Regions from separate parts of the Mus musculus genome. Here all the other regions are linked to region 1. Evidence: chromatin contacts called from public ChIA-PET and promoter capture Hi-C data. All regions are on one chromosome and are shown on one strand. The core of a region is the stretch at or near the end of the contact, and the rest is flanking DNA. Distances in the headings are between cores, read along the strand shown. Region 1 holds the start of Frg2f1 (FSHD region gene 2 family member 1). Region 2 holds the start of Zfp691 (zinc finger protein 691). Region 3 holds the start of Svbp (small vasohibin binding protein). Region 4 overlaps Ybx1 (Y box protein 1).

What was found. Promoter capture Hi-C pulls out the DNA fragments that hold promoters and counts their contacts. ChIA-PET counts read pairs in DNA pulled down with a chosen protein or histone mark. Capture Hi-C pulls out chosen DNA fragments and counts their contacts.
Region 2: a contact with region 1 is called in a promoter capture Hi-C map of liver, with 2.5 times the contacts expected there. The contact joins the promoter of Zfp691 here to the promoter of Frg2f1 in region 1. A contact is called at or near these places in 2 of 39 promoter capture datasets (liver and neutrophils), 3 of 484 Hi-C or Micro-C datasets (CD4 T cells, neutrophils and uterus) and 1 of 9 other capture datasets (liver).
Region 3: a contact with region 1 is called in an RNA polymerase II ChIA-PET map of memory CD8 T cells, with 22 read pairs. The contact joins the promoter of Svbp here to the promoter of Frg2f1 in region 1. A contact is called at or near these places in 2 of 39 promoter capture datasets (liver and pre-B cells), 1 of 484 Hi-C or Micro-C datasets (muscle stem cells), 1 of 115 datasets of contacts at active chromatin or transcription factors (memory CD8 T cells) and 1 of 9 other capture datasets (adipose tissue).
Region 4: a contact with region 1 is called in a promoter capture Hi-C map of the C10 cell line, with 2.9 times the contacts expected there. The contact joins the enhancer-like site here to the promoter of Frg2f1 in region 1. A contact is called at or near these places in 6 of 39 promoter capture datasets (the 3T3-L1 cell line, 3T3-L1-derived adipocytes, the C10 cell line and 3 more), 3 of 115 datasets of contacts at active chromatin or transcription factors (embryonic basal ganglia, neural tube and stem cell-derived neural progenitor cells) and 2 of 9 other capture datasets (adipose tissue and pancreatic islet).

Annotation. Positions count from the first base shown.
Region 1 is chr4:119,535,832-119,543,723 of GRCm38.p6, reverse strand. Frg2f1 (FSHD region gene 2 family member 1) reads left to right here and starts at 4,955. Exons shown (of 4, transcript NM_001004178.1): 1 at 4,955-5,116. It overlaps Foxj3 (forkhead box J3), which reads right to left and starts at 4,063. Exons shown (of 13, transcript NM_172699.3): 1 at 3,879-4,063.
Region 2 is chr4:119,169,262-119,177,153 of GRCm38.p6, reverse strand. Zfp691 (zinc finger protein 691) reads left to right here and starts at 2,959. Exons shown (of 2, transcript NM_001145936.1): 1 at 2,959-3,016; 2 at 6,112-7,638. The coding sequence starts at 6,121. The coding sequence ends at 6,972. Ermap (erythroblast membrane-associated protein) reads left to right here. Exons shown (of 13, transcript NM_013848.3): 13 at 1-1,697.
Region 3 is chr4:119,191,809-119,199,700 of GRCm38.p6, reverse strand. Svbp (small vasohibin binding protein) reads right to left here and starts at 4,391. Exons shown (of 3, transcript NM_024462.2): 1 at 4,215-4,391; 2 at 3,680-3,829. The coding sequence starts at 3,793.
Region 4 is chr4:119,270,296-119,278,187 of GRCm38.p6, reverse strand. Ybx1 (Y box protein 1) reads left to right here. Exons shown (of 8, transcript NM_011732.2): 8 at 1-861. Among named protein-coding and RNA genes, the nearest start is that of Gm12927, 17 kb to the right of the region's middle. Within about 2 kb of position 3,312, at least 57 of the 459 cell types and tissues checked have an H3K27ac peak or open chromatin away from gene starts, as enhancers often do. A contact at or near this core is called in adipose tissue and liver, where this site is marked.

The sequences.
Region 1 (7,892 bases), core at 3,706-6,205:
TAACTCTGATATGATAAATAATAGTAATACCAGAGGAAATCTTAACCAGCATAAAATCTCAACAGATCCTGTGAATACCTAATTTGTCACCTGTTACCTTTCTTTTAAAATTCCTTCTGGTCTAGTTCAACCATCTTTGCATTAAGGTCACTGTCTGTGATTTTTAAAACTGAATTAAGCATTGTCAACAGTACTACCTTGTAGAAAATCCTCCTATTCTTGGCTTCTGTGACAGAAATTATTTCTTGGTTCTTGTCTTAGTCAGGGTTACTATTCCTGCACAAACATCATGACCAAGAAGCAAGTTGGGGAGGAAAGGGTTTATTTGGCTTACACTTCCATACTGCTGTTCATCACCAAGGAAGTCAGGACTGGAACTCAGGCAGGTCAGGAAGCAGGAGCTGATGCAGAGGCCATGGAGGGATGTTCCTTACTGGCTTGCTTCACCTGGCTTGCTCAGCCTGCTCTCTTATAGAACCCAAGACTACCAGCCCAGAGATGGTCCCACCCACAAGGGGCCTTTCCCCCTTGATCACTAATTGAGAAAATGCCTTACAGTTGGATCTCATGAAGGCATTTCCTCAACTGAAGCTCCTTTCTCTGTGATAACTCCAGCTGTGTCAAGCTGACACAAAACTAGCCAGTACAGTTCTTCTCAGAATGCTTTATTTTCCTATTAGCCTACTTTAAAACCCCAAATTCGCTGGGTAGTGGTGGTGCATGCCTTTAATCCCAGCACTTGGGATGCAGAGGCGAGCAAACTTCTGAGTTCAAGGCCATTCTGGTCTTGTGAGTGAATTCCAGACAGCCAGGGTTATAGAGAAACCCTGTCTCAAGGAGGAAAAAAAAACAATTCCCCAGGTTTTCCCACTATACAATATCCCCCCACCTCCCTGAAAAAGATTTACTCAAGTGTTTTACTACCACTTACTGTAGGCCCATCACTGCAAATCCACAGCTCACCTGACTACCCACTGTAAATGATAATCAAATGCATAGGTAGGAACCTACCTAAGTCACTTCATGATTATAAGACATTAAGATGAAGACTTAATAAAGTAAATACATGTAAGAGCTTACAACAATTGTGGGAATGCTTTAAAGCATTCAATAAATGCTATTGTTTTATTTCACAACCAGTTTCTTATGTCAGACTATTATTCCTAAAACTCTCCAAGAATACTCTGGTCAGGCTCCCATTTCCTGCACACTCAGCTGACATAGAGACCTTCTTCAGATACGTCGTTTCGCTGTCTTAAGAAAGCATACAGCAAGCCGGGCGTGGTGGCGCACGCCTTTAATCCCAGCACTCGGGAGGCAGAGGCAGGCGGATTTCTGAGTTCGAGGCCAGCCTGGTCTACAGAGTGAGTTCCAGGACAGCCAGGGCTATACAGAGAAACCCTGTCTCAAAAAAAAAAAAAAAAAAAAAAAAGCATACAGCAGCCTACCAAACCAAATCTGTCCTGACAGATCCTCCCCAAGGTACCCTAGCCAATCTTGTAAGTACACATATTATTCACCAGTGCAACACTCTGTGACAGTCCCTGTAATCTTCTAAACACACTTGCCTCCTCACCTTTTTTATTTTTTATGAAAATTCCTTTTTCATACCACTTATTTGGTTGCACTATTTCACATATAAGTCTGCTGTTATTTAATACACAGAACTGGTGCGTATAAAGCTACTTCTCCATAAGTAGAGACAACTTCTACTCCTTTTCAACAGAAGTTGAAATCTTAGCTCATAGCACTGTATTTTACAGAAGTATACAAATGCTGACTGCTCTGCTATAAAAATGTGCCTCAGAGAATAGCAGAACATCTATTTCTCACTGCCCCACCCATACTTAGTGTAATGAAAACAGATAGAATCTGTATTTCAATACTATTATTCTACATAGAAGGAAAAAGGAAGAATGTGCTGTCACTTGTATCAGATAAATAGGGGAAAGGCACTATCAAAAATACATTTTAGACTACAATGTAGGCAGTTAGAGTAGTAACACAGTCTGTAATTTCAGTACTTGGGAAGTGAAGGCAAGACCAAGAGTTCAAGGCCAGCCCTCACCACACTGAATAAAAGGACACCCTGGTCTACTTAAGACTATCTAAAATTAAGATGAAAAAAGGGAAATCTTCAGTTTGAAAAACAGGAGAATATTGGAAATTTTCACATCGAAAGAGTGACTTCAAAACAGTAAGTTTTATTTCACCCAAACTAACAAACTGAAAGCCAAAATAAACAATCTTGACCTCATCCACAAAACACCTAATAAAGGCATGAGAAACTCCCTAGCAGCCCACAACAGAGAACACGGCCCACCTCAATTCCAATATTAAACCAAACAGGGAAGAGCTTCAAGTTCACCTAAAACAAAACACTCAAAAATGAAATCACATCTACATAGCCCTTCCTATCATAAAAATGGGGATCACTTGGAAAAAAAATAAAGCAGCAGCTATCGTTTTCTCCATAAATACTATGATTTTAAAAAGAATAAAAGAAAGGCGTCTGTCACTGCTACTGTAAAGAGAGCAATCTGTGGTCTCCCAAGAGCGAAACACAGAAAGATGTAAATGTTAACCTGAAAGAGCTTAAAGGGAGATGGGGAGGGAGACATGTATTTCAAAACAGTGTTAAAAAACAGAGCCCAATAGTACCTAGTGCATTTTAGAGATGTGGAATAAAGAACTTTCTGCAAAAGCAGCAAGCAGGACTACCTAGTCCTTCTACTAGAGAAAAATCTACGTATATTACACCCAATAGAACATGCATGCTTTCTCACTAGGGTACAAAACACAAGGAAAAACTAAAGGCAAATAAACAGTGAAAGGTGAAAAGAAGCCCACCAGTTTCGAGCGCCCCGACACGACTCATTCAGAAATGTAGCAACAACTTGAGCCCTGCATCAACACAGACTAGAAAATACTAGGCCACAGTGACACAAGAAAGTAGAATAGAGAAAGGAAAACCGTACACACCAACACATCAGTTGCAAGCGCCTGCTCTCTGGAGAATTAAGCAGTAGAGAAGAGCAAGAGCTACTGGTACTGAAAAGATGTCAATTAACTAAGATCTGGTCGATCCCCTAGTAGTCTCAATTTCCTAAGAGTACAACTCTTGATTCTTCCATCAAACAAGTCATCCTCGGCAAAACAAACTGACCTTAACACCTTCCCCACGCTGCCCGGAAGAAATCACGGGGTGGAGGGGAGTAAAGCAGGGCGGGGGAAAAAAAAAAAACAAAAAACATCTCAACCAACTGCAAAAAATGGAGGGAGTGGGAGGGACGGGGCACTACCACGTGGGCAGGATGCAACACACGCAGGACAGCAGCAACACGTCCGCATGCGAAGGCTGCCTTTCCCCCAATGCCAGAGAAGGGCCCGGGGACAGGATGGGAGAGAAGGTGGGACCCTCGCCCCAGCCATTTCAGCCCCGCAGGGCACCCGCGACCCACAAGGCAGCGGCCGCCTTCCCGGCAGAATAGCGCCTGGAGGGCGAGGAGGGGACGCCGCATCGCGCCGGGAACAGGACGAGCCCGGACCAGGTGCAGGTCACGGAGCGACGAGGGCGCGACTGTCGCGGTCCTCCGCGGCCCCGGCATCCGCAGCGCGGGCCCACCTGGGGGAGGGGCGGGCGCGCGCGGCGTCGGGCTGAGGGGCAGCGGCAGCTGAGGAGTGGCGCCGCGGGTGAGGGAGGGCCGCCACCCGGCCGGCCCAGCCTGGCGCCCACCGCCGGCCACAGGGAGCGTGCGCCGAGGACGGCGAGCGCCGCTCGCCCAGGGCAGCCCCCGCCCGCGTCCCGGGAGATGCCCCAGCCCCGCCTCCCCGCCCGCCGCCCCAGCCCCGACGAGACCCTGGCGACGCGTGCTCACCTCAGGCTACGCAGGCCGGGACGGCCCGGCCGAGCCTCCGGCCGCTGCGTGCGTCTCCGTTCCCCGCGAAAGGTCCCAACGGCGCCCTCAGAGAGCGGCCCAGGCCCGGAGCGGCGCCGAGAGTGGCGGCGGCGGCGGCAGCGGCGGCGGGAGCAGCCAACATCCGGGGCCGCGCACCCGGAACTACTTCCCGACCCGCTCCCTCCCACCCCCGCCTCCCGCGACGTCTCAGCGCTCCCGGCCCGGCGTCCTCGGCTCCACGGCCCGCCCCGTCGTTGCTGCGCGATGTGCGAGGGATCCCTCCGCGGGGACAAGTAGTGCCTCTGAGCTCCCGCGGCTCTGCCTGCTTGCGGCCAGCGGGAACCGGCGGTGGGCGGTGCGGAGCGCCTTGCAGTGTTTGCGCCTCGGACTTGACAGCGGCTGGCCGAGGCGGCCCCGGCCCCACTCCCGGGATTCCAACTCCTGAGGAATGCGCCTCGTGACCTCCCCGCCTTCCAGCCTCTGCCTCTGCGCGGCCCCGTCAAGCACCCAGCGCGGATTTTCCCGGCCGCCACCGGGGCGCTTTGGACCTTGCTTGGGGACACGCGTCCTTCGGAATGTCAAGAACCCGGGTTCGAGGCCCCTCCCTACCCAGGCATGTCATCTTGTCATTACCCCTGCCGCGTCATCCTCTCCATCTCAAGTTAGCTGGCCAGGTCGTGGCCTCACTATCAACAGGTGGAGCCTTTAGTAGGGTTGTTCAGACTTCTGGTAAACTTTGGACTTTCCCTTTGGTCTTCCCTGGTCCTACCTCTGAACTGTTAGCGTTGACAATCTGTGCTATCCTGTTACACTTGGTAGGTATTTGCTGCGCAGAAGCCGCGTTAAGTCACGTACTCTTCCCTGCAGCCTCAAGAACAGCAAGTGAAGAGCAGTTGCTCAGTATTTGGACATTAGATGGTTAGATGGATGTCAGTGAGTTTGGTTGATTGAGAAAGCAAAGGTCTGAGAGAATTGACCCTGGCAACCTTGCTGAGCTAAGACAGTGTGAAACCATCCTTCCATTCCTTCATGGAGCATTGAACACTTTCATCTGTCAAGCATCTCCTGGCAATGGGAATTCTAAAGGTTTATCCACTCATTTGTCCAACAAAGACATAAAAAGTCATTGTACCAGGCACTACTGTAGTGCTTCAGATTAATCAGTGAACAGAAAAGGCCGGTGGAGGGGCAAGTATCATTCCCTCATGGGCAGAAAGGTGATAAAAATTATGAATTATGTAATAATGTTAGAAAACATTGAATGATACCTTGGGGGATTGGGGAGGAGCACTCAGGACAGAGCTGTGTGGAACACTAGAAGGAAAATCCTTTTAAAAAGAGCTGCCTGGGTGAGCCACAATAATAAGGCAACTTGAATCAGAGGTTTGAAAGAAGTGAAGGGATTTGATGTAATTGTGGTTAGAACATCCCTGTGAGTGTTAGAAGTAGCGAGGGTCGGGAGAGGTAAAAGATAAGGACAGAGGGGTATCTTGTGGGCTATTGACAGTCTCTCCAGAGCTTTAAACAGTGAATGCTCTGCTTAGAGTACAGGGTAGGAAGTCAGAGGGGGCACTACCCAGGGACAAGGTGATGACCTAAATTAGGACAGAACCACACAGGAAAATAAGACACGGGCTTTTATATTTTTAAGCACTCAGTCTAGGGGCTAGCAAGATGGCCCAACAGGTAAAGGAGATTACTCCACAAGCCTGGAACCAGAACCTAATCCCTGGAATCCATGTAAAGTAGAAAAGAACCAATTCCACACACATGCTGTGGTAAGTGCGCTATACACGTGTACACACACACACCACAATAAATAGTTAGAAAAATAATTCATCTAGATGCATGCTCATAACTTCAGCTCTAAGAAAACTGTGGCAAGAGAATGATAAGTTTGAGGCCACCCTGGGCCACATGGACTCTGTCTCAAAAACAAAGAACTCATAGTCTAGTGAGACATAAGTAAACTGATTACATAACATCATGACAAGGAGAACATAGTCCCAAAGAGGATACCCCCACCACCCCCCTTGCCAGTCTTCCTGGGGAAGGGTAGACTACCGCAGATTCATAGAGAGAATTAGAATTACCTGGTTGGCTGGTCAATCAAGTGGCTCCTCAGTTGAACATAATTAACACTAGCCTTCCCAGCCTCTCAGATCTCAAAGTTCACCTTCCTCCACCTAGGCTTGAGACAGAATACTAAAAAGCAGCCTGGGTGCTGCTCTTAAAGAGACGGGTACAAAGCCAAGCAGTGGTGGCAGACGCCTTTAATCCCAGCACTTGGGGGGCAGGGGCAGACGGATTTCTGAGTTCAAGGCCAGTCTGGTCTACAGAGTGAGCTACAGGACAGCCAGGGCTACACAGAGAAACCCTGTCTCAAAAAACAGAGAGAGAGAGACTGATACAGCTGTTTCCGTTTGTGGGAGGGGTAAATTGAAGCCAGGAGTCACCAGGATTTGACCTGGAGATCAGGATCATAAAAGACCATAGTCAGGAATCTCTCTGAGACACTTAAGTAGAGTCAGCCAGAAGATAAAGTACAAAGACAAGCAGGGACTTGGCTCTAAACCACTTTGGCTACCTCTGTAATGGCTATTCCTGGTTGTCAACTTTATCTGGAATGAACTACAATCAGAATTGGAGGGCACACCTGTGATGCAGATCTTGAGGCTGGAAGAGAAGTTTCAGACCTAGATCTTGGCGTGGAGATCTTGAGCCATAGTGGCCATGAAAAGTTTACACCCAGGCAAGGTAGTACATGCCTTTAATCCCGGGAGACTGAGGCAAGGAAGATCTCTGAGTTCAAAGTCAGCCTGGGAAAGAGCAAGTCCCAGATCCACACTGTTAATCTAGGCCACACCTTCTGCTGGAGACATAGCACAGCTGCCCATTGTCAGGTTAGTTATTAGATTACAGACACACAGTCATCACAATAAATTCACTTAACATATCTCTATATGTTAAGTTGCATAAGTTCTGTGATTCTAGAGAACCCTGACGAATTGCATAAGTTCTGTGATTCTAGAGAACCCTGACGAATACAACTTCCTCTTACAAGTCATGGACAGGACAGGCAGTGGTGGCGCACGCCTTTAATCCCAGCACTTGGGAGGCAGGGGCAGGCAGATTTCTGAGTTTGAGGCCAGCCTGGTCTACAAAGTGAGTTCCAGGCTACACAGAGAAACCCTGTCTCTAAATAAATAAATAAATAAATAAATAAATCAGTCGTGGACTGGACTTCTTACTGTTTAGAATTCTGAGATACCGTCCAGAGATATTCATTCTGGCTTACAGGGTGCATAGAATTAGAGAAAAAACAGATTTACATACCTGCTAGGGTCAGGTGGTAAACCTCTGACTTTGAGGAACAGAACCAGAGGCCACAGAGATTCAAAAGGTGGAGAACCAATAAAATTGTACTTTATATGGGATTCCTGCTATGGATAGAAGGTAAGCTGGTCTGGCTAAAGAAACAAAAAAAAATTAATAATGGTAAGAAGACAGATGTGTCAATTTGCTTTGCTATAGTAACCTGTTCACCATGGGTTTTCATCCCATAACATTTTACTGTATACCTTAAACATAGACAATAAAATTAATTTAAAAAAATTAACAGGTGGAAAAGTACACACAGGCATGCACGCGCATGAGCACACACACACACGATTGCAATGGCCATAGCAACAAGAAAGGTTCTGGGACCTTGCAAGGAAGAAAAGTTTAAAACCAAGGTTGGAAGGACAGACCTAAGTACAAATCTATTATCCCTTAACTTCATGTGTTGCCTATATCAAATTTAGTTTCTCTCCATCTCTGTTACTGTATCTATGAGCTGGAGATTTTAATCACAGAGACCTAGCCAAAGAGTTTGTGCACAGGCGTCATCGAGCCAAAGCCCCCACAGACAGCTGTTCACTATATATGTGGTGGAGAGTTCCCATAGGAAAGAGTGGTTTGCTGTCTTGGGAGATACAGATAGGTTGGGAA
Region 2 (7,892 bases), core at 1,710-4,209, 360 kb after region 1:
CAGCCTCCAGGTCAGAGATTATTGAATTCAAGAAAGTTGGTCTTGTTTTAAATAAGACACCTTACTGCCAGGTATGGTGGTACACATCTGTGATCCCAGGTGGATTATTGGAAGATATATCTGTGTAAATGATAGACCAGACTGGTCTCTGTAGTAAGTTCTAGGACAGCCAGGACTTTGTGGAGAAACCTTGTCTCAATGCCATGTCCTCAAAATGAGATAAGATATCATATTTGGAAGATTATAAGGTGAGACAACAAAATAATGAATTCAGGGCTGAAAAGATGGTTCAGCGATTAAGAGCTCATTCTGATCTTGCAGAGGACCTGGGTTTGCTTTTCTAGCACCCATATTGGGCAGTTCACAACCACCTGTAATTCCATATCTAGAGGATGAGACTTCAAGCCTTCAAAGGCACCTGCAACTCGCTGCACATGCTACACATCAACACACACACACAGACTTTTTTTATTAGATATTTTCTTTATTTACATTTCAAATGCTATCCCCTTTCCTAGTTTCCCTCTGAAAACCCCTTATCCTCTTCCCCCTCCCCCTGCTCCCCAACCCACCCACTCCCACTTCCCGGCCCAGGAATTCCCCTATACTGGGGCACAGAACCTTCACAGGACCAAAAAACCTCTCCTCCCATTGATGACCAACTAGGCCATCCTCTGCTACATATGCAGCTAGAGACACGAGTCCCTCCTTGTGTTTTCTTTGATTGGTGATTTAGTCCCAGGGAGCTCTGTGGCTACTGGTTAGTTCATATTGATGTTCCTCCTATGGGGCTGCAAACCCCTTCAGCTCCTTGGGTACTTTTTCTCTGGCTCCTTCATTGGGGACCCTGACACACAGGCTTTTTAAATTAAATACTTAAATAATGAATCCAAGTTTTGGATGTGGATTGGGGAAAGAAGGCAAGGCACTTTCAAGTCATACCCACATATGTGTTTCGGCCTGTTTGTGGAGTTATTAATTACAGATTTGCAGATGGGAAGGCAGCTGGACTCTACAGGAACTAGATCTGCTACAGGCTCTTTCCAATAGAGCCTATATTAGTGTTCCCTAGAGAAAGAGAACCAACTGTGTGTGTGTGTGTGTGTGTGTGTGTGTGTGCGCGCACACACATGCAGACACAGTAAGAGATAGAGACAGAAAATAAATACGAGACTGAAGTTGGCAGGTCAGAGTACTAGAAAGAGACAAGTTTTAGTTGCAGTGTAAGGTAGGGAAAGAGTTGATATCCGTCTAAAGCCCGACAGGCAGCGAGACTCTTCTAAGGTCTTCCACTGGTCAGATGACGACTCCCACTGGTTGGATGACTCCCACTGGTCAGATGACTCCCACTGGACTTAAGGAGGGTGACTGCTTTACTCAGGCTACTGATTAAATGCTAATCTCGTCCAAGCTCCTCTCACAGAGACACCAAATGTGATGTCTGACCAAGTGTCTGGGACCTTTGTGACGGGTCAAAGTGATATGTAAAATTTGCCATTACAGTACCCAAAAAGAATATTTTGTTTGTCTTTGTACAGTTATGAAATATACCCTTTAATACTTATTGCTTGGTATGTTGTCTTCATTATGAAAGAGGCTGTGGAGAAAACACATTACGGGGTTGGTTTCTGAATAGCTCAGCCACAATTCAAGCAAACTTTAGACATCATTCATAATAAACCCAGTTTTACTCCTGAGTCTGACTTTTGATGTTTTATTTTTATCAATTTATAAACTAATAGTGTGTAATAGATACTTACACGTCACACACATCCTCAGCTCCAAACATAATTGCTTGAGTAGCCAATCCTATTGGCTAACTAACTCATGCTAGTCTTACCTATTGAGAGAATTTACCAATAGAGAATAGAGCTATTTGTAGAAGCAGGAAATGTTTGTCTGTGTGTCTGCCTATTTGTCTGACTGTCTGTCTATCCACTCAGTCCTTATATCCTTACAATAGTTGTGCTAGGAATTTTATAGAGGAGAGAGGTGGGATTATAAAACTTGACCCTCTCTTTTTTCTTTCCTGATTTTGTGTGTGTGTGTGTGTGTGTGTGTGTGTGAGTGTGTGTTCTTGTGTGCAGGTTCTCAAATTGTCCAGAATTGGGCATTGGATCCCTTGGATCTGGAGTTACAGGTGGTTATAAACTACCTGATGTGGGCGCTGGGAATCCAGGTCCCCTGAAAGAGCTGTAAGTGTTCTTAATCACCGGGTCATCACTAGCTCTAAAGCTTTACCAGCTACAAAGACAACCATTGAAAGACCACACAAACAGGAAAAGCTCGTAGTTAGCTTACACATCAACTTTCTTTATCCTCTTTATCTTTCAAGTTCTTAATCTTTATTGTTCTTCAAAATAAAATCTGGGAAAAACAACAACCAGCCAACCAAACAAAAACCATCTCTGGATAACTTACTGGTCTATTATATCCAGATTGATGCGAGACTTTTGGGTTAACAGGATCACATAGGACACAGAAAAAAAAAACCAAAACCTACGTTGGGCCACTGGCCGACCTGGCTGGAGGTCATTCCTTGGGAGAGGACACTTAGCTTCTCGGACAAAGAGATCGAACTACTTTATTTTTAAATTCCTTTCCTGGTACATGTCCTTTTAATTTTAAACTATAAACTTTAAATGAACTGCGAGGTTTCTATCGAGGGCCACCGCTTCAAAAGACAAAAAGAAAAGAAACCTGATGACCTTAGAAGTGATGACAGCTTCACCGCTGAGTTCTGAACTGGGCAAATGTTTTCAGCGAAGCAAACCTCCGAACTACAACTCCCAGCATGCCGCGCACTAAACCAATGTTTATTGGCCGTCCTACTAGGTCTTGTGCAGTGTGACAGTTAGTATAGCCAATAGAGAGGAAGAACGTTCCCAGGATCCAATCCGAACGCTGTGAAGGCGGATCCTCTCTGGGTTCCGGCTCCGGCTCCTTCCCCCGCCCACCGAGGCGCCGCTGTCCCTGACCGAGCCGCGGGAGTGAAGTGGGTCGCGGCTGTGTAGAGGTGACGTGGGGGTTATGGGGGAGGCGAACGCGAGGCACGGGGCGCTTCGAGCCTGGCCCCTTCGCTCTTGCGAAGGCCTTGAAGGCTGATGTTTGGGAAGTTGCTGTTTTGCGAGTCCCAAAGGCCGCCGGGTACCGTGTGTCCCTCCGCTGCGATCACGTCCCCAGTCCTCGGATGACCCAGTCTTACTACCCTCCCTGCCTTACTGTTGGCCTTGGACCACTCCATGCCCCTCCCACACACCGTGTCTTTAGAGTCGCCCCTTGTACTCTTCCAGCTCCAGTCCCAACCTCATGGACATCTCTGAACCCAACTCTCGTCCTTCAGCTTTCCCAGCTGACTCCTCCAGCTTTATCCTCCTTCCCCACTTAACTAGGCTCTTTGGACACTGCTGCAGCCTTTGTCCCCTCTCCCAGGCCACCTCAGATTCTTTGGCTCCTTTGATGATCCGTCTCTGAATCGCTATGTAGCTCCGGTGAGTGCTTCCTTAATTTTTCACACTCTGTCCCCGGTCCTTCCAAGTTACTCCCGGTACCCTTGACTCGAACCCGGATCTAGAACTTTAATCTTTCGGACCCCAGCTTGGTCTCTTCCTTCTAATCCAGGCTCTTGTCCTTCATCGTCTGTGATCACCAAGCCTCATCTTCTTGCCTTGTTCTTAGAACTCATCCCTCCTCCGCACTCTTGCTGGCGACTCTGTGCTGCTGAGCTCCGAGGAAGAAAACCCCACATGCACTAGGTCTCTTCTCCCTCCGATCTTTGTAATGCAAGGTGACTTTGTGTTATTTCCACACTGCCTTTTCAGTCAGGGATGGACTCTCCGTCTCTGCCAGCCTTGGTCCTGCTCATCTGTCTATTTTGCAAGTCATAGTTTAAATTTCACCTCTTCAGTGAAGCTCCCTCCCTGCCCTCTTCAGAGAGGTGCCTTCTCATTTCCTAAGTGCCGTAGCACCGTCTCTACCTCCAGTCCTGGTGGAATGGTTAAAAACCTCAGCTTTGGAGGAATCAACTTGGGCTTCAGTTTTGCCACCTACTGTGTGCTCTTAGGCACGTGACTTGATTTCTCAGAGTTTCAGTTTCATCATTTCTAAAGTAAGTATGAGAAATTAATAGTTGAGCTAGATGTAGCGGCTCATGCCTTCAACCCCAGCACTCGGGAGGCAGAGGTGCTGTAAAAATGAATTGAGATGGTGCATTGGACCGCTTAGCCCTAGGTCGAGTGCTCTGTAGGACCTTTAAAAAATATGAGCTGTTATGGGCTACTGTGTAATATGCCATATGCAGTGCTGGCCAGAAAGAATGGGTGTATGTACTGCCTGTTCCCTGGAACTTAACCTTGCATATTATGTTCAACTTGGTCGGTAGTGTCTTTACCTACCGAGTCATTTTTTTTTCAGCTCAGTTTTTAAAATGTATTATATGTATGTGTGTGCACCTGAGTATGTGCACCACATGTGTGCAGGTGCCTGTGGAGACCAGAACCTGTAGCAGGAACTACAGGCAGGTGTGAGCTACCTGATCTGGGTACTAGGAACTGAATCTGAGTCCTCTACAAGAGCACCAAGTGCTCTGAGCCACTGAGCCAGCTCTTCAGCCCCAACTCAGTCTTTTTTAAAAAATTTGTTTGTTTGTTTGTTTTAGTGTTTGAGACAGAGTCTCATTATGTAGCTCTGGCTGTTCCAGAACTCACTACGTAGATCCAGCAGTCCTTGAACACACAGAGATCTGCCTGCCTCTGCCTCCCAAGTGCCAGGATTAAATGCCTGTGCCACTCTGCCTTGCTGACCTCCTACTCTTATATTTACCCAACATTCCGCCCTGGAGAGAGATTGGGTAAATTATATGGTCTCAGCAGTTTTACAAAAGAATACACAGTTGGGCATGCATGGTGGCACTCAGGAGACAGAGGCAAGTGGATCTCTGTCAGTTCAAGGCCAGCCTGGTCTACATAAAGAGTTCTAGGGCAGCCACAGTTACATAGAGAAACCCTATTTAAAAATAATTAGTGGAGGCTACATTGCTTCTTGTATATTATTAGATCCTGAAATCCTAGGCAGAGCCAACAGGGGCAGAGATGAGAGTTTTCATCCATCTCATCTCTCATTCAGAAAATCAACTGAGCACCCAGCCTTGTGCTACAGAAAGCTACTACAATGACCTAGTCCCTTAAGCTGCTTAGAAAGAACTACTGAGAACAGATGTGTGAAAAAAGTAAGCATATGAACAAGCACAACGTTCTGTTACAAAGGAGAAAGTGGGCGCAACTCAGGAGATTGCCGAGGAATCTTAGCAGTGGGTGGGATTAGACACAAAGCGTGACAAGAATTCTGGATATACTCTGGCCTTCTGTACCTCCTAGTCAGGTCACTGTGGGTGGGCGGCATGTATACTTTTTGTGGCTGTATCAGATATGGATGTGAATGTGGTCTATATGTCTGATGTCAGTATGTTGGTTATATGTGTGACATGAATGGGCACGTGGTATGGATAACTGATGTCAGTGTGTTTGGTCCTGTGTGTGGTGTGATGGAATGTAACTATAGCTAAGCATGACTCCAGCTGTGTGTTATTTAAGAGCTTAGCTGTGTGTGCAGGAATCTGTGAGAAGCTGGCACTGATCCACAATGGCAGACAGAGCTCAAGCCCTGCTGTAGGTGTTGTTAACCTGTCGGAAGATTACAGAAAGGTCTAGAGAGGAATGGGTTGGCAGAGCATAAGACTATTCAGGCTGGGCCTTGTAAGTAACTACTTCTAGGTATTTCTGTTCATCTCAGAGTCAGTGAGTAGATGGCTACTTACCAGGAAGAAGTTGGATTCATCTCTAAGTGGAAGCACCTTTACTTACACATAAATTATAGCCTAGAGTGCCATTGTTTATGGGATTAACAAAAGTGACATTCAGATTGCCCAGAATACATCTATGAGTGGTGGGTAGCCTTAACTCTCCGTGAAAGTTTATCATGGGAAAGTTAAGGAGTAAGTAAAGTTATTTGAGGTTATTCCTGGGGGACGGTATACACAGTTTCAACCAAAAAGCAAGATTTTGTGGGGTCTCATGGCCCGGCACAAGGAATAAAGGTTGTGTTCATTCTCAGGGTTCAGAGATGGGCAGCGAGAAGGAGCAGCGTCCCGAAGCTCACCTGCCCGAGGAAGGAGAAGGGGCTAAACCTTGGAGAGTGGATGGCTCAAAGGATTCTCAGATCACACCTCGGGAGGATCATGGGCAGGAGAGCCTGTTGGCAGGGCTCCACGGAACGCATCCACCAAAGACAAGGCAGAAAGTCACTGCCCAAGCCGGAGGCCCCAGGGATCCCATGCTTTTTTCAAGCCCAGAGACAGATGAGAAGCTTTTTATATGTGCGCAGTGTGGCAAAACCTTCAACAATACCTCCAACCTGAGAACGCACCAGCGGATCCACACTGGCGAGAAGCCCTACAAGTGTTCCGAGTGTGGCAAGAGTTTCTCCCGGAGCTCCAACCGCATCCGGCACGAGCGCATCCACCTGGAAGAGAAGCACTACCAATGCGCCAAGTGTCAGGAGAGCTTCCGGCGGCGCTCGGACCTCACCACGCACCAGCAAGATCACCTGGGCCAGCGGCCCTACCGCTGTGACATTTGTGGCAAGAGCTTCACTCAGAGCTCCACGCTGGCTGTACATCACCGGACCCACCTGGAGCCAGCCCCTTACATCTGCTGTGAGTGTGGGAAGAGCTTTAGCAACAGCTCCAGCTTTGGGGTGCACCACCGTACCCACACGGGTGAGAGGCCTTACGAGTGCACTGAATGCGGGCGGACTTTCAGTGATATCTCCAACTTTGGTGCACACCAGAGAACGCACAGAGGGGAGAAGCCGTACAGGTGCACCCTGTGTGGGAAACACTTCTCCCGGAGCTCCAACCTCATCCGACACCAGAAAACACACTTGGGCGAGCAAGATGAGAAGGATTTTAGCTAAAGGAGAGGCCTGCTTGGAGAGTGAGGGAGAGCATAGAGCCCACCTTGATGGGTGGAGGAGGCCTTTAGTACCTGCTGTGGCCTCCAAGACTACAAACCCTTCACTTTGCGGAACAGCCCCTTCTTGCCTTTGCAGTCAGGAAATCCTGAGAAGGGGCTGAGTAAACACCCTGCCTCTTCCCAGCAGGTTTTTTTTTTTTTTTTTTTTTTTTTTGCCTTGGAAATTCAGAGTGCCCACTCTTCATTTCCTCAGCTGTGGGGGAAATGGGATGGGCTCAGGACATGCTCTTGTGACTGGGTCATCAGTCATCAGTCCCCAGGCTTTGGGGGTAGTGCCTGAGACGGTGTCGTTGTCTACAGGTCCTCCAAAGTTGTCTAGCTTCACACACACACACACACACACACACACACACACACACACACACACACGGCAGTAGCCTGTGAGTTCCTACCTGCTGTGCCTCATCCTGTGTCAGCCTCTAGAGCCTCAGGCTGGGGAGGGGGGGGGGGCATGGCCCTCCTGGTGACCGGCCTCTTCAGTCTGAGAAGGAAGCCTCAGGGATCCACAATCCAGGGACCCTCACCCTCCCATGCTTGTTACCTGGTTTTCTTACCCCGACTTGTGTCTGTCTCCTCAGTGGTCACCAGTAAAACACTTCAGTGAAAAGAACCTGTGTACTTATTTGGGGATGTGGGGCACCGGGGAGAGTATTCCAGGGCAGCCATTCTGCAAAGGCGTGGAGTTGAATTCTGAGAAGGTGGTGGTTCCTCTGAGATGTGAAGGACAGCGGGGCCGAGCCTCTGGAGCCTTTGAAGAGGAGGGGGAGGGAAATGGTCACCTGAATGAACATCCACACGGTAGGCTGCTGGGTGTACACGCCATTCTTTATCTCATTCGGTTGCCACAGAAACCCTCCAGGG
Region 3 (7,892 bases), core at 3,142-5,641, 340 kb after region 1:
GTTCCTAGCACCTATGTTCCAGGGATACACACATACATATACATAAATAATAGTTTAAAAAAATCTTAAAGAAAAAAAAAAGGCTGGATGTGGTGACTCACATCTTTAATCACAGTACTCAGGAGGCAGAGGCAGACAGATGTCTGTGAGTTCAAGGCCAGCTTGGTCTACATAAAGTGTTCGAGGCCAGTCAGGGTTATGAAGAGAGATCCTGTCTCAAAACGAACTAAAATGAACTTGAAGCCAGATATAGTAGCACATGACTAAAAATCCAGAAATATGCAAAATGAAGTGACTTTGTGTTACCCTATGAAATACTACTCAGGAGTACACACTACAGAGGTGGTAAGTTCATATAAAACAGCAATGGGATAATTAGCATAAAATTTAACTAGTCACGTGAACACGCACATCATCAGAAGTAGTACTGGGGCTTCCAAGTTACTGGTCTATTTCCTTCTTCCCCACTCCTCTTTCCTTCCTTCCTTCTCTTTTTCTTTTTTGAAACAAGGCCTCACTATGTTATGCAGGCTGGTCTTGAACTTATGTACTTATCGATCTACCTCAGTCTCTCAGATGCTGGGACTACAGGTGTGTGCCACTAGGCTTGCCTTCAAGTTGGGTTTCTTAGGCTGCGTGGTAGATATGAAGGTGTTTATTCTTCTTTAAACCATACATAATTACATTTATACTTTATATTTAAAAGGCATAAAAGCCTCTGCCTTGTATGTCTGATCTTGCCAGTCTTTGTGATCTGCATGTTGCTTTCTGTTCTGGGACTGACAGGGATATTATGTAGCATTCTAGAGATCTCCCAGTCAAAGAGGCATAATGGCAGGAGAGAGGGGACAGTAAGCAGGGCAAGAAAAGGTTTAAGATGTCCAGGGTACCTGAGGCAGGGAGTGAGACTCTGGGTCTGCAAGTCTTGGGGTCACAGCAGAGCTACGATAAGCATAGATAAGTCACTTCAACTCCAACTGAGACTCCAACCCCAGGCACGCCTCTCAGCTCTCCTGCACAGCTAACTTTCTGCAAAGACATAGCTTTATCCCTTCCTTCCCGAGGAGGTGCTGCACATTCCTATGGAAGATTCCATTCCATTCCAGGGAACACGGACAAAATAGCAGGACAGCTTTGGGGGAAGCAAATGGACTGGGCTGGGCGTAGGCTCAGTGGTAGAGCACAGGCGCATACAGGCTCTGGGTTCACGCCCCAACCAACACCATAGAAACAAAACCAAGGGGCCACAAAGTAAGAAGCACTTCTCTGACCACAGGTCTGCCCTCAGGAACAGCTGGACTCCGGCCCCAGCACTTATTCCAGAAGGATTCCCAAAGGATAAAGGGGAAACAGTAACACCTGCTTTGACATTTGCTCACACATGTGCAGGCCCGCCTCAGGCTGACATGAGGAGCTACAGGTGGCAGCTGCTGCCAGCATGGACATCCAGTCTGACATGCCAGCAAGCAAATTACGGACACAACCAGCTGCTCCTTCTAGGTCCACATGGTGACTCCAGGTCATGATCATTGCTGGTTATCAAACGCCTGCAGCGTGCCAGGCCCTGTGGTAAGTGCTTTACCTATGTAATTTCTACTTCAACTCTTCATTACACTGTGAGGTAGATCCCACCACCCTCATTTTACCAAAGAGGCGTCGAGGAAGGGATGTGCACAAGCATCCTTTCCCAGATCACCTGGGAAGAATGCATGGAAGCCAGATAAGTAGATGCTAGGAAGGACAGAAACAAAGCCCTCCACGTCTAGCTTTCAGTGTGTGCACAACAGTTTGGGGGTGGGGGTGGGGCACTGTTTCTTACAGCACCCTCAAACTGCCTGCTAAGGCACAAAGCAATTAAGATCAACAGCTTGGGTCTGGGTAAAGCCATGACACATGTGTTCACAGAATGGAAGGCTTCTGAAATCACTAAGACTACTGGAATGCATGCCCCAGGAAGGCAGCACTCTTCTCTGTCTTGGCAAGGCATGTGTCCACACACTTCTGCCCACCCACAGCAGCAGCTGGATGGTTATTTAATAAATGGATCCAATAAACAAAGCTTGACAATATCAACTGTCAGACCAAAAGGAACAGGACATGTCTCGCACTGTCAACAGGAGTGCCAGCTTGAGGAATCCTCTGAAAGCCATTTGCCAATATCTAGAAGAAATGATTGACACCGGTAATTGCTCTAGTCAAATACCCGACAGGAATCCTAGCAGAGGTGCCAAGGAAGCATCTAAAAGGGTCTCCCCCCACCCCCACCATACAAGTGTTTGTAAAAAGCAAAACTAAGTAATTACAACACCCATCACAGGAGGAATGGGTAGGCATCCTAAATGAGGTGGTCCAGGGGCTGGAGCGAGGGCTTCGTGACTCAGAGCCCTTGCTGCTCTCCCAGAGGACCCTGGGTCCACACGGCACCTTTGTCAGGTGGTTTATAGCCACCTGTAACTCCAGCTCCAGGCATCCGATGGGCTGTGTGACCTCCAAGGGCACCTGAACTCATGGTCACATATCACCACACACATAATGAAAAACACATCTTTTTAAAAATATGTTTATAATGTAGACACTATAAAGAACAAAGAAAACAGATTCTTAAGAGTAGTATGACTATCTCTAAAATGCCATGCAAACAAAACATACTCGCACAGGTAATGTATTCATCTATTTGAATGGAAATGCATTAAACAAAAGGGCTTAGCCACAGAGAGGGAGAAGAGGTATAGGACAAACAGTCAAAGGAGATGTCACATTTCTATGTGGCTTTATTTATCTTAGGAAAATTCTAGGAAAATGCGATACTACTACTAACCACTACCAGTCTGAGAAGCTGAATATGCAGGTGTCTCCTGTACTTTAAATGTCCTCACAAGCACACACAACAAAGAGGCAGAAAAGACCAGCAAGCGTTTCCCTAATACTGGATATTAAAATACTCGTGTCTGGATGTGGTTCCTTAGCCATGTAAACATTTTAAAGCCTTTTATCTTTAAATGATTGTTAAGTGTTGAGAGAACAAAGAAGCACACTGGTGGGCTCATAGCTTGGGCCTTTACACGGTCATGAGCAGACACTTAAATCTGCTGTTGCTGTAGCTGTGGTGGTGGTGGTGGTGGTGGTGGTGGTGTGTGTGTGTGTGTGCCACAGCAAGTGTGGAGGTCAGTTTTATGTAGACCTTCTCTTCTTCCGCATATGTATGGATTCTCAGGTTGTCAGGCTTCTCCAGTGAGGGCTTTTTCCATCCCGCTCACCAACTAGATACTCTCTGCACCAAATGCCCATGTGTACCGGGTCACGGGTCACACTGGCACTTCAAGCATTCTCCTTCATTCATTTGTTCATTTTCTCCTCCCACCCTGATCCCTCTCCCACCCATAGCTACCCTCTTCTCTTTTCATGCATTCCTCAGATCACTAACACAAAAGCTTTGCGCCAGGAGGCAACTGGAGACCCGGTCCAGCTTGGGATTCTGACACTAACTTGGTATGTGACTCTGGGCTTCCGCTTCACCGTTTGGGACCTGGCTGGACTCTCTCCCTCTGGGGGGACCAATGCCTGGGACAAGCAGGGACCCCTAGTAAAGTTTCCTCTGCTGGTTTTTTTTTTTTTTTTTTTTTCTTCCAGCACCCTCTCCAGCTCGCTCAGGCATACAGAGCTCCCTCCTTCATCTCACCTCTGCTCTCTGTCTTTGCTTCAGCTCCTGCTGGGCAGATTTCTGCTTAGCCTTCTCCACTCTGAAGGCTGGTTCTTTAACTTTGGATTTTTCTTTCCGGGCAGGTGGATCCATGGTTTGGCTTCTGAATGCTTCTTGGTTAGCTCTGACCTGATGGTACAAAAAGAGAACCGCTTGCTAGTCCTTTCTCCCAACTCCCTAGCTTGGCAGGTGAGGCAGGGTGCCCTGGAGTCCCACTGCCAGCACCTTGCTGTGCGTTCCTAGTCGAGTCTCCTCACTTCTGAGTCTCAGTTTCCTGCACAATGGGACAGTAGTCATTTCCTGGCCATTTCCCTACCAACCCCGGGTGAGCAGCAGATGAGAAGGCCCGAGAAAGCAGCTCCAACCCGGGGGCGTACGGTAGGGCCGGGTCTCAGAGGCCGAGGGGCGAGCCACTCGGTCCGCGGCAGCCCCCTCTGCCAGCCCCGCCCGCCCGCTCGCCCGCCCGGCCCCTCCGTAGCAAGATGGCGGCTCGGGGGTCCGTGCGCTTCCTTACCCGGCCTCGGGCTCACGGCCTCCGCCACGTCGTAGACAAGCCCCCACGCGGGGTTCACCCTAGCTCCCCCCTTCCGCGGGACCGCAGCGCCCAGCCCGCTGCCCTTGGACTGGGCGGGGCGCGCCGGGGAGGGCGGGGCCGCGGCCTGAGGTGCCCCTCCCGCAGGAGCCACTGCGCCCGCGCAGCGAGCACACCTGGGCGTGGCCGGAGCGGGAGGGGCGGGATCGGAGGCGAGTAGGGCGGGGCCTGGGGCTGGAGGGCGGGGCCTGGGGCAGGGACATTCTTACAAGTAACCAAAGCTTTTCCGGGCTTCTAGTTTCTGGGACAACTGCAAGGCTTTGAAAGGCAGAATCTGATTCCTGTGGTTGAAATTGGCTAGCACTGGAATTCTGAGCATCAGGTTCTAAATCAAGAAAGTCAGGACTGCTGATTGCTTCCTTCCTGATTTATAGATCTATAAGGAGGATCAAATGGAATCCTGTTTACCACAATGCTTTGAAAGCTTTGAAAAAAATGATCTGTCTATCTATCTATCTATCTATCTATCTATCTATCTATCTATCTATCTATCTATCTATCTATCTATCTATCAATACAGGGCCCCTAGCCCAGTTTGGTGGTGCACATCTTTAATCCTAGCACTGAGAAGGGGAAGCACAAACATCTCTATGAGTTGGAGGCCAGCCTGGTCTACATAATGAGTTCCAGGCCAGCCAAAGCTACACAGTGAGACTCTGTCTCAACAAAACAAAACAAATTCAGGGCCCAGAGCATGTGCTAGGCAAAGCCTTCTATTACTGAGCTATACCCTCAGCCGGACAGAAATTGTATCAGTTAGGTTTTCCATTGCTGTGAAAAGACACCATGACGAAAGCAACTCTTATAAAGGACAACATTTAATTGGGGCTGGCTTACAGGTCTTGAGGTTCAGTCCATTAGCATCATAGCAGGAAGCATGGCAGTGTGCAGGCAGGCATGGTGCTGGAGGCCAGAAGAGGATATAGAATCCCCTGGAACTGATATTAAAGACAGTTGTGAGCTGCCATTTGTGGCAGTTGTGGGTGCTGGGACCAAAACCAGATCCTCTGCAAGAGCAACAAGTGCTCTTAACCACTGAGCCATTTTTCTACATCTTGTTCTGAAGGCAAATAGGAAAAGACTGTCTCCCACGTGGCTAGGAGAATAGTCTCGAACCCCAACCCCACAGTGACACACTTCCTTCAACAAGGCCACATCTCCTAGTAGTGCCACTCCCTGAGTCAAACATGTTCAAACCACCACAGGAATCAGAAGTATATCAGCCAACACACACACACACACACACACACACACACACAGAGTGTGAGAGGTGGAAGTAGAGGGAGAAGGAGGGAGAGAAACAGCCCCACGGATAATCAAAAGGGTGTAAACTAAAATTTCTAGCTATCATTTTCATTTGTTATGTTAGCAAGAAAGGTGCCAAGGAGGAGAAGAGCCTGAGAAATAACAATAACTGCTTCCCTTGGGGCTTCCTCTGTTCTAGGCAATACTCTGAGGCCATTGCATTATTAAGTCCCCTGTTCCTCATAAAGATATGTGTACCAATATGATTTCTAAACAGGAACAGGCATGGAAAAGTTAAGTCCAAGATTACCCAGCTAGTAAGTGCTAAACAAGCATTTTAGACAGGGTTTAGAAGACACTGGCCTCTGGAGACACATTCAGACCTGCTTTTTAGTCTCTCTGTCACCCTTACTCCTAGCACTCCAGAGGGAAAGGCAAATGGGTCCCTGTGTGTCCAAGACCAGCTTGGTCTACCTAGCAAATTCCAGACCTGCCAGGGCTACCTCCATTGGGAAGCCTCCATGGGCACTGAGGTGCTTTCAGTCTAAGTCTGAGTTGTTACATTCTTTTCAGAGTCCAATCCCGTACTAGATCTCAAAACCTTAAAGCTGGACACAACCACACGAGTGTGCACACACACATAAACACACACATTACCACATGCTTCCATTTTTAAGAGGTATCAAAAAAGAAACATAAAGTGGAGCTTGGGGGAGGGGGAAAGAGAGTTATTGATCAGTGGATATAGAGTGCATTCTGCAAGAGAGAATTCTAGAAATCTGACGCATGGCGATGTTCATAGTTCTGTACGTAGACTTTAAAATGACTAAAATGCTATGCCTCTGATCCCAGTTACTAGAAAAGCTGAGGCAGGAGAATCACAAGTTGAAAATGTCAGCCTGAGCTACATATAAAATGATTTCAAGATCAGCCTAGGGCAGATTATGGTGAGCCTGTCTCAAAGAAGCAAGAGAACTGGGGATCTAGCTCAGTGGTAGAGCATGTGCCACGGTGCTCAGTGGTAGAGACTGCAAGTTCAATGCCCAGTACCAGAAGAAAGCAAAACGTAAAACGGCAAAGTGGTTTTCACTCCAGTTTTTAAAAATTGACTCAAACCATTAGTTTAAGCAATTTCACTCTGAAGGAGTTGTCACAAGTAAATGACCAGAAGCAGCTCTGTCTATAAAGGGGAAGCCTGCAACACCCAGCATCTTATCATCAGAGTTAAGATGAATAAATGGGGGGGGGGGGTGCAGAGATGGCTCAGTGGTTAAGAGCACTGACTGTTCTTCAAGAGGTCCTGAGTTCAATTCCCAGCAACCACATGGTGGCTCACAACCATCTACGATGGGGTCTGATGCCCTTTCCTAGTGTACCTGAACAGAGCAATGGTGTAATTTTATACATAAAATAAATATCTAATTTAAAAAAGATGAATGAATGAGCTGTTTTTCAGCACTCAGGAGGCAGAGGAAGGTGGATCTTTGTGAGTTCAAGGGCAGCTAGGGTTACATAGAGAGACCCTGTCTCAAAACAGAAGCAAGCAAATAAACAAACAAAATGGATGGAAGAGTAGCTATAATAAAATTCAACACAACCATTAAAATAGCACAGGAGATTTATGATATAATACAATGCTTTTCAGACAGGCAGATTCCCTAGAGCGTGATAACCAGGCAACCTAACCACTTCAGAGGGCCCAGATTCAGTAAGAGACTCCGTCTCAAAATATAAGGTGGAGTTCAATTGAGGAAGACACTTGACATTGACCTCTGGCCTCTACACATACACACACACACACACACACACACACACACACACACACATACACACACACACACACAACCATACACATGCATGCATACACACCCACGCACGTACACACCATTGCTTTAGTATATTAAAACTTAAAAAGCCACAAAGAACATATATTGTCTAATCACCGTATTTTTTAAATATTGTTTTAAAACAGAAAGTGGCTGGGCAGTGGTGGCGCACGCCTTTAATCCCAGCACTTGGGAGGCAGAGGCAGAAGGATTTCTGAGTTTGAGGCCAGCCTGGTCTACAGAGTGAGTTCCAGGACAGCCAGGGATACATAGAGAAACCCTCTCTGGAAAAACAAAACAAAACAAAACAAAACAAAACAAAACAAAACAAAACAAAAAACAGAAAGTGGGAGAAGGCACAGCAAAATTATTAATAAATCTTGTTTTATTAGTAGGGCTTACAATTGTCTTGTTTAAGCTTTCCTGTATTTTGTGAATTTTTACAGTGGATATTTATACTTCAACAGCCAGGAAAAAGTACCAGAGTCAAGCGCTGGGATGAGTGTCTATAATCATAGCACCCAGGAGA
Region 4 (7,892 bases), core at 2,063-4,562, 260 kb after region 1:
GTAATGACAAACGTGTTTTTTAAGAAAAAAAAAAAAAAGGCCTGGTTTTTCTCAATACACCTTTAACGGTTTTTAAATTGTTTCATATCTGGTCAAGTTGAGATTTTTAAGAACTTCATTTTTAATTTGTAATAAAGTTTACAACTTGATTTTTTCAAAAAAGTCAACAAACTGCAAGCACCTGTTAATAAAGGTCTTAAATAATAATGTCTAGTTTTGTCATAATTGAGTACTCTCTCCCACTTTTAGAATAACAGGTAACACCAGCAGTAAGCAGTCTGTCAGGAGTGCTGTGAGGCATCAGCTGTAGCCACGTGAGTGGGGTAGAGAAGCTTTGTGGGGCCGGGCTAGTCTGGGGTGTTTCCCTCTAGAGAAGCTCCAGGGCGAGCGCACTGGCATCGCACTAAAGAACTGCTGCTGAGTGGGGACTAATGGCTGCTAGTTGTCCGCCAAGTCCATCAACTTTTTAGGCCAATTCTTTGTAGTAGAAACTAATAGGAATTGATGAAAGACTTCAGCAGCCCTATTAACATAAACACACAGAGACATGTTAGTGTTAGCTCATACCAGTCATGGTGACTGCTGTAAATACTCTGCTGTCAAGAGCATAGTGAAAGAATTCCTGGGTAAGATTCACAGGTGTGAGTTTACCGATAACAGACAGTGTTGGTTAAAACCTAATGTTGGGGGCCGGGTGTGGTGGCGCACGCCTTTAATCCCAGCACTCGGGAGGTAGAGGCAGGCGGATTTCTAAATTCGAGGCCAGCCTGGTCTACAGAGTGAGTTCCAGGACAGCCAGAGCTACACAGAGAAACCCTGTCTCAAAAAATAAATAAATAAATAAATAAATAAATAAAACCTATTGTTGATTGTGTTTAATATGCTAATGAATTTTCTAGGTACAACCATGAATATACGTGCATAGACCCTCTTTCAGGTCATTTTACATTAAAATAGTAACAGCTGAGTCACCTGAGAAACATAGAATCTGGTAGTTTCTTAGTCCTTAAAGCTAGGTGCCTCAGCATTCCAGCCAAGAACCTGGAAGTTTCCTGGAGAGCTCTATGTCTTCAGTTCAAAGTAGAAGCTTGCAAGTATGTCTTGTGGTATTGGGAAAAGAATCAAGCAGTAGAGCAGAGCAGCAGCAAGAAGGCCCCCTCTTTATCTGGTTACTACCACAATTTGGGATGGGACTTCCTATGATGATAATAATAAAATATGAAAATAGTAAATGTGATCCTAATCTAACTAGGAAGGAGAATGACCCAGGGGCTATTATAGAATTGTTCTGCATACCAAGTCTTTCTCCACCCCACCCCCCTGAGATTGATTTATTATTATACATAAGTACACTGTAGCACACCAGAAGAGGGCGTCAGATCTCAATTACAGGTGGTTGTGAGCCACCATGTGGTTACTGGGAATTGAACTCAGGACCTCTGGAAAAGCGCTCAGTGCTCTTACCCTCTGAGCCATCTCGCCAGCCCGCAGACCAAGCCTGGATGTGTGATAGAAACATACATCCAGGCTGGTATGTTGATGAAAATGTGTGTCACAGACATGTGGCTACTGAAGTTGATAGTCAAGGACATAAATGGTGACCAGAGAAATATGTAATCCAAAAGGGAACTCAGATGCTGAATCATCAAAGCCAAATATTGAGAACATTGCGGTGGGCTGGACATGGTGCCACCAATCTTTAATCCCAGCATTGGGGGCGGTGGGGGGGCAGAATTGGGCAGACCTCTTAGGAGTTTTGAGGCCATCCTCAAATGAGTTCAAGGACTACACAGAAAGCCTGTGTTGGAGAAAAGGGAGGGAGGCTGCTATTGACTTTTAAGAGGAAAAAAACAACAAAAACATTTAATTGGGTTTGTACAGTATCAGTGGGTTAGAATAGACTTCTATAACCTCACCTATATAGGCCAGACTTGAATTGACTGAGGTTCACCTGCCTCTGTCTTTAAGCTAGGACTAAAAGCATTTGCTACTGCATCTTGTGAAAGCTTACAACAACCCACAAGGCAGGTCACAAACCTAAAACAGCTGCAAGTCTTTATCAAAACCCATTCCCACCAGGCATGGTGGCACAAGCCTTTAATCCCAGCACTTGGGAGGCAGAGGCAGGCCAGTTTCTGAGTTCAAGGCTAGCCTGGTCTACAGAGTGAGTTCCAGGACAGACAGGGCTACACAGAGAAAAACCCTGTCTCGAAACTCCCCCCCCCCCCAAAAAAAAAAAAAAAAAAAAAAAAAAAAAACAAACACAAACCATTCCCAGTGATCTCCTAATTCCCAGAGAGCCAACTGGTGACCCAGGTATTAAACAAGTGCCCCATGAGGGCCACTTTTATTAAAATCACTACTGTCTTTCAGAAGTCCTAGTCTTTTATCACATTCTCCATATCCAATTGGTGTAATTTCCGTGGACTTTAACAGAAACAGCACACAGCCACCCCAGACTGTGCCCAGGCCTCCACTGACACACAAAGCAGGAGCCGTCTGTGTAAGCTGTCTGCTGCATGTTTTCCACATTAGTGCAAGGGACCTACCAAGTTCTGGTGGAGTGCCCAGGACACAGGCAGGAGGGTCTCTTATGAGGCCAGGCTGATCTACATAGCTCTAGACTAGCCAGGACTACATAGACCCTGCCTCAAAAAGAACCAAAGCTAGCTAGTCTAGAAATACAAGATCTCAGTCAGTGTTCTACAGACTCACTGTGCTCTATTCTATTCCTGTGTCCACTGTTTGTTCCAGTTTCCTTTTCCTGGAACATGTGAGGCACTATCCCCACCACAAGGCGTTTCCTCTTGGCTGTAACTGTTCCTGCAGATAACCAAATGTCTTTCTCCTCCCGGTTCTTAAAAGACCATGGTTTAGGAAGACATTTCTAATGTGTTTAGATGCAGCATCCTCTCTCTGTGTACAAGTTCTCATGCTCTTCTGGATTCCTGCTCTAATTCAGCTTGTTCCTAACACAGCCTATCAGCATCTACTACTTGATTTTGCTGTCTGTTTGCTGTCTGTCCCTGATAGACCGGAAGCTCCTTAGGGGGAGGGGGTCTTATGGCTTGCTTGAGTTCAGAACAAAATAATTGAACCTGTTACTTACTTTGAATAATAACCTAGAGTAGGTTTGGAAGTGGGGTGAAGTGACGGCCATAGCTTAGCTAGACGGGAAGAAGAGCAATGTTATTGCAGGTTAGACTGCTGTTACATCATGCCATAAATTGGGTAGGTGCCTTAAGCAGCACTTCTGAAGGTTAGCAAGTCCAAGATGAATGTAAGCCTTGTGATAGGGCTTACAGTCATAAGAATGGTTACCTTCCTGCTCTGTCCACAGGACAGAGGAACCACTCCCACTTTGAGGGCCCTACCCTTATGACCTCATCCAAATTGAATGGCTTCCTGCCATGGCTTAGATCTGGAATATACCCAAAAGTCTCATTGACAGCTCTGTTGCCATTAGCACTATTGGGAAGGAGGGATGCCTAGCTGAAGGTCTCTTTACCAAGGGACATTCCTTCAGAGAAGGGTGTATGCCTCTTTTCTGTCTTGGACCATGAGGCAAAACGACTTTGCTCTGCCATAATTCCTCTAATATGTCAAGACTGCCTCACCACAGGCCCAGAAGTAAGAGGAAGAGGGGCAAAATAAATGGTCATGAACAAAACCCTGAAACACTAAACTTCCTTAAGTGGGTTGTCTGAGGACTGACCTGGAGATAGTGCTCAGCATTGAATTGAATCTGTCTTGTGCTTGCATGCAGCTAAGTGAAGCAAGCACTCTACCAGTCGGGTTCAGGATTTGATTACTGAAAGTTCATGTGCCTCCCCAGCATCACCACGGGCTCTTGCAATGGCAGCTGGGGCTTCAACATGAATGGGCTGAGGGGTCACCCTGACAGTTTACCTACTGCATGGTATAGTTGGCACATTAACCAAGTAAGAGCCTCCTGAAAGTGAAAGTGGATTAGTTACACTGGAGTGAGATTTATGTTACATGCTGGCCTCGAACTCAGATCCTTCTGGCTCGTCACCCATTTTGTGACAGTAAGATGAAGAACCTGAGCTTGTTCTGTCAGTGCCTTAATTAATATTAATTCTGAAATGAGGTAACTTGAATGCTGAACTGAGATGCCGTGGCAGGCCTCTTGGCTAGTGACCCAGTAGACATGTGAAATTTGCTTTATTCAACTCTTGTAGCTAGAGTTAGTCCTATGACCTAGAAAACTTAGTAAGACATTGGAATGGAAAATAATGGCAATACGATAAATAATGGTCACATAAAAGCCTCTGCTTCCTCTCTCAGAGGGCCCTGGCTGTCCTGAAACTTGGCTCTGTAGACCAGGCTGGGATTAAAGGCATGTGTTACCACTGCCTGACAACTTTCTGTTTTTGTTTACATTTATTTTATATATATGAGTACAGTGCAGCTGTCTTCAGACATACCAGAAGAGGCCATTGGATCCTGTTACAGGTGGTTGTGAGCCACCATGTGGTTGCTAGGAATTGAACTCAGAACCTCTGGAAGAGCAGTCAGTGCTCTTAACCACCGAGTCATCTCTGTAGCTCAACTTTTTGGTTTTTTTATGAAACTCATACAGACCAGGCTAGTTTCAAACCTGTCTGCTGCTACCTTCTGAGTGCTGGAAGCTATGTCACTATCCCCACGTATGTGTTGTATGTGTGGTGCTTGGTACCAAACTGAGGGCCATGGATGTGCTAACAAGTGTTCCATCACCAAGCTACATCCGTAGTACTTGGCTTTTTGAGACTGAGTGACCCTATGTGGCAGGAACTGGCCTCAGCCTTCAGTCAATCCTCTGTCTTACAGACTACCATTATGTCTGCGCCACTGTCCAGCTCTGAAACACCTATTTCTGGGGTATTTTTGTTTTGGGGTGTTTTTGTTTTGTTTTTTTGTTTTTGTTTTTTTGGAAACAGGATTTCTGTGCAGCCCTGGCTGTCCTGGAACTCACTTTATAGACCAGGCTGGCCTCGAACTCAGAAATCCGCCTGCCTCTGCCTCCCAAGTACTGGGATTAAAGGCATGTGCCACCACTGCCCGGCATATTTCTAGGGTGTTTGTTTGTTTGTTTGTTTGTTTGTTTTGAGACAGGATTTCTCTGTAAAATGCCTTGCCTGTCCTAGAACTGACAGAGATCTGCCTGGCTCTGTCCTGAGTGCCAGGACTAAAGGTGTGCATTACCAGTACCCAGTTTTTTTTTTCTTTAGTTACTTAAAGTCGTGAAAGACTTGCTAGAGTTAATGATACCTAACAAAATGACAAAAATACAGAGCCGGGGGATGCCCACTCCAGTCAATCCCAGCACTGGGGAGGCAGAGGCAGGCTGATTCCTGGTCTACAGATGGAATTCTATATCAGCTAGGGCTATGCAAAGAGATTCCGATCTCCCTTATGAACTATAGAGATAGTTTACAAGAGAATGTGGACTTCTGACTACAGGAGACATAAATGAGGAAGAAGTCCAGTTCTTTGCCACATTGTCTGGGACCCAGGCTACCTAAGTGAGCCCGTGCTGATAGCTGCTTGGTGATATTTTTAAGGTAGACTTCTTCTTAGACTTGTTCTCCGACAGTAACCGCCCCAAGAACTCATGGTGGCCTTGCCAGACTTTCCCTAGACTACCTGGTGGTATTCTAGAACCTGTTGTATTCTCTCTGCTGTGGAAAAATGCCTGGCAAGGGGAGCAGCTGAGCTGCCCCGTTTTTGCTGGCAGCGTGAGGGCACAGGCCTATAATGTACAAGCAGGAACTTGAGGCAGCTGTTCCTGTCACATCCTGTGTGAGGAGCCTAAGGCAGACAACTGCACTGCTTGCTTTTTTTCCGATTTGATTTTCTTTAGCATGGCAGTGTGAATGAACAATGTTCCCTGTGATCTCAGATACTTACACACTTAGTACCCAGTTAATGGTACTGTTTGGGGAGAATTAGGATATGGTCTCATTTGTAAATTCCCATGGCTGTGGTGTTTTATCAACAGCATAAGAAGAGTACAGACTGGGACCCCAGCCCGTAGAATGGCTTTCCCCCAATTAGGGTGTGTGTGTGTGTGTGTGTGTGTGTAGCATACATGTATATGCATGTAAATTTGTGGGGCCCGCATGTGTAGACCAGAGCAGAATATTGAGTGTCTTATCATGGTGTGCCTCGACTGCCTTGGGCCAGAGCCTCACCAGACTAGAAGTCCATCACTCAAGGACAGGCTATCTAGCCAAGAAGCTCCCAGGATCTGCCCATTTCTACCTCCCAGTGATGGATTCTCAGGTATGCAGTGATGCTGGCTTTTAACACATGTTGGGATTTCACCTGATAATTACAGAACTGATGCTCTTGACCACTGGGTGTCTCCTCAGCCTACAGTGGGTTTTCACTCAATGAGTCCAGGCTAGAAACTCCTTGGGGGGGGGGGGGGGGGTTGACTCAGTAATTAGGAATACTGGTTTATCTTCCTGAGGACCCAGGTTCAATTCCCAGCACCTACATGGTTGCTCACAAGTGTCTGTGACTCCTCTTGCAGGGTGTGATGGTTTGTATATCCTTGGACCAGGGAGTGGTATCATCTGAAGGTGTGGCCTTGTTGGAATAGGTGTGACCTGGTTGGAATGGGTGTGTCACTGTGGGTATGGGCCTCACCCTAGTTGCCTGGAAGTCAGTCTTCCACTAGCAGCCTTTGGATGAAGACATAGAACTCTCAGCTCTACCTGCGCCATGCCTGCCTGGATTCTGCCATGCTCCCACCTTGATGATAATGGACTGAACCTCTGAATCTGTAAGCCAGCCCCAATTAAATGTTGTTTTATTAAGACTTGCCTTGGTCATGGTGTCTGTTCACAGCAGTAAAACCCTAACTAAGACTCGGGATCTGCCATGTGCACATACTCTCTCACCCACAAACACACACACACTGATTCCATTACAGATGGTTGTGAGCCACCATGTGGTTGCTGAGAATTGAACTCAGGACCCTGGGAAGAACAGTCAGTGCTCTTAACCTCTAAGCCATCTCTCCAGTCTCAGGTTGACAATATTAATGTCACAGATAATTCACTTACATTTTTACTCAACAAACTGTTGGGCTCTGTCCTTGCTCCTCCATTTTCTTTGACAAACATTTCCTTAGTAAAATTCTCACATCTAGTCCTTGAGGGCTTATTGCTTGGAGTACCCAGACACCAAGGGAGACAGAGTGAGGAAACGAGGGGCTGGGCATAGGTTAGGTGTGGTGATGCATGCCTGCAGTTCTGGCACCGGGGAGGTAGAAGCAGAGAACTGAGAATGTCCCTGGCTACAGTAGGTCATTGCCAGCTCGGTCTTTATGAGACTTTGTCTGAAAAGGAAGATGAGAGACTCCTGGGACAATCAGTAGGAGCGGACAGAATCTGAACACTCAGAACTACATAGCACTGAGAATCGGCTCCTGTTATAGAAATGAAGATGCCGTGAGTCTGAAGTGCTGCGACTTTATGACGTTACATGTAACCCCCAAGGGGACTGCCAGAAATAGATATAAAATACACACAGAAATCGTGGTCTTTAATGTTTTACTGTGAAAACGATTAAACATATAAAAGAAGGCAATGTAAGGCTTTAAGGTACATAGAAAACGTTTAAGTACCCTCATCAGCAAGTACTGAAGTTTCCAATCATGTGACAATTTAATAACGAATAAAATCAGTGATCCAGTTACATGCTAGCTGCAGCAGACTGAGATTTTGAGACAAAAGTGAGGGAAAGGGTGAAAACATTCCACACAGACACTTCACTGGGTGAGAGTCAGCGTGGGGTGGGTGGGTGGGTGGCACCAAGTTGATACCTGCTGTCTCAGACCTTGTGTTTGGGGTGTGTTTGTTTTCTCTCTGAGACAAGGT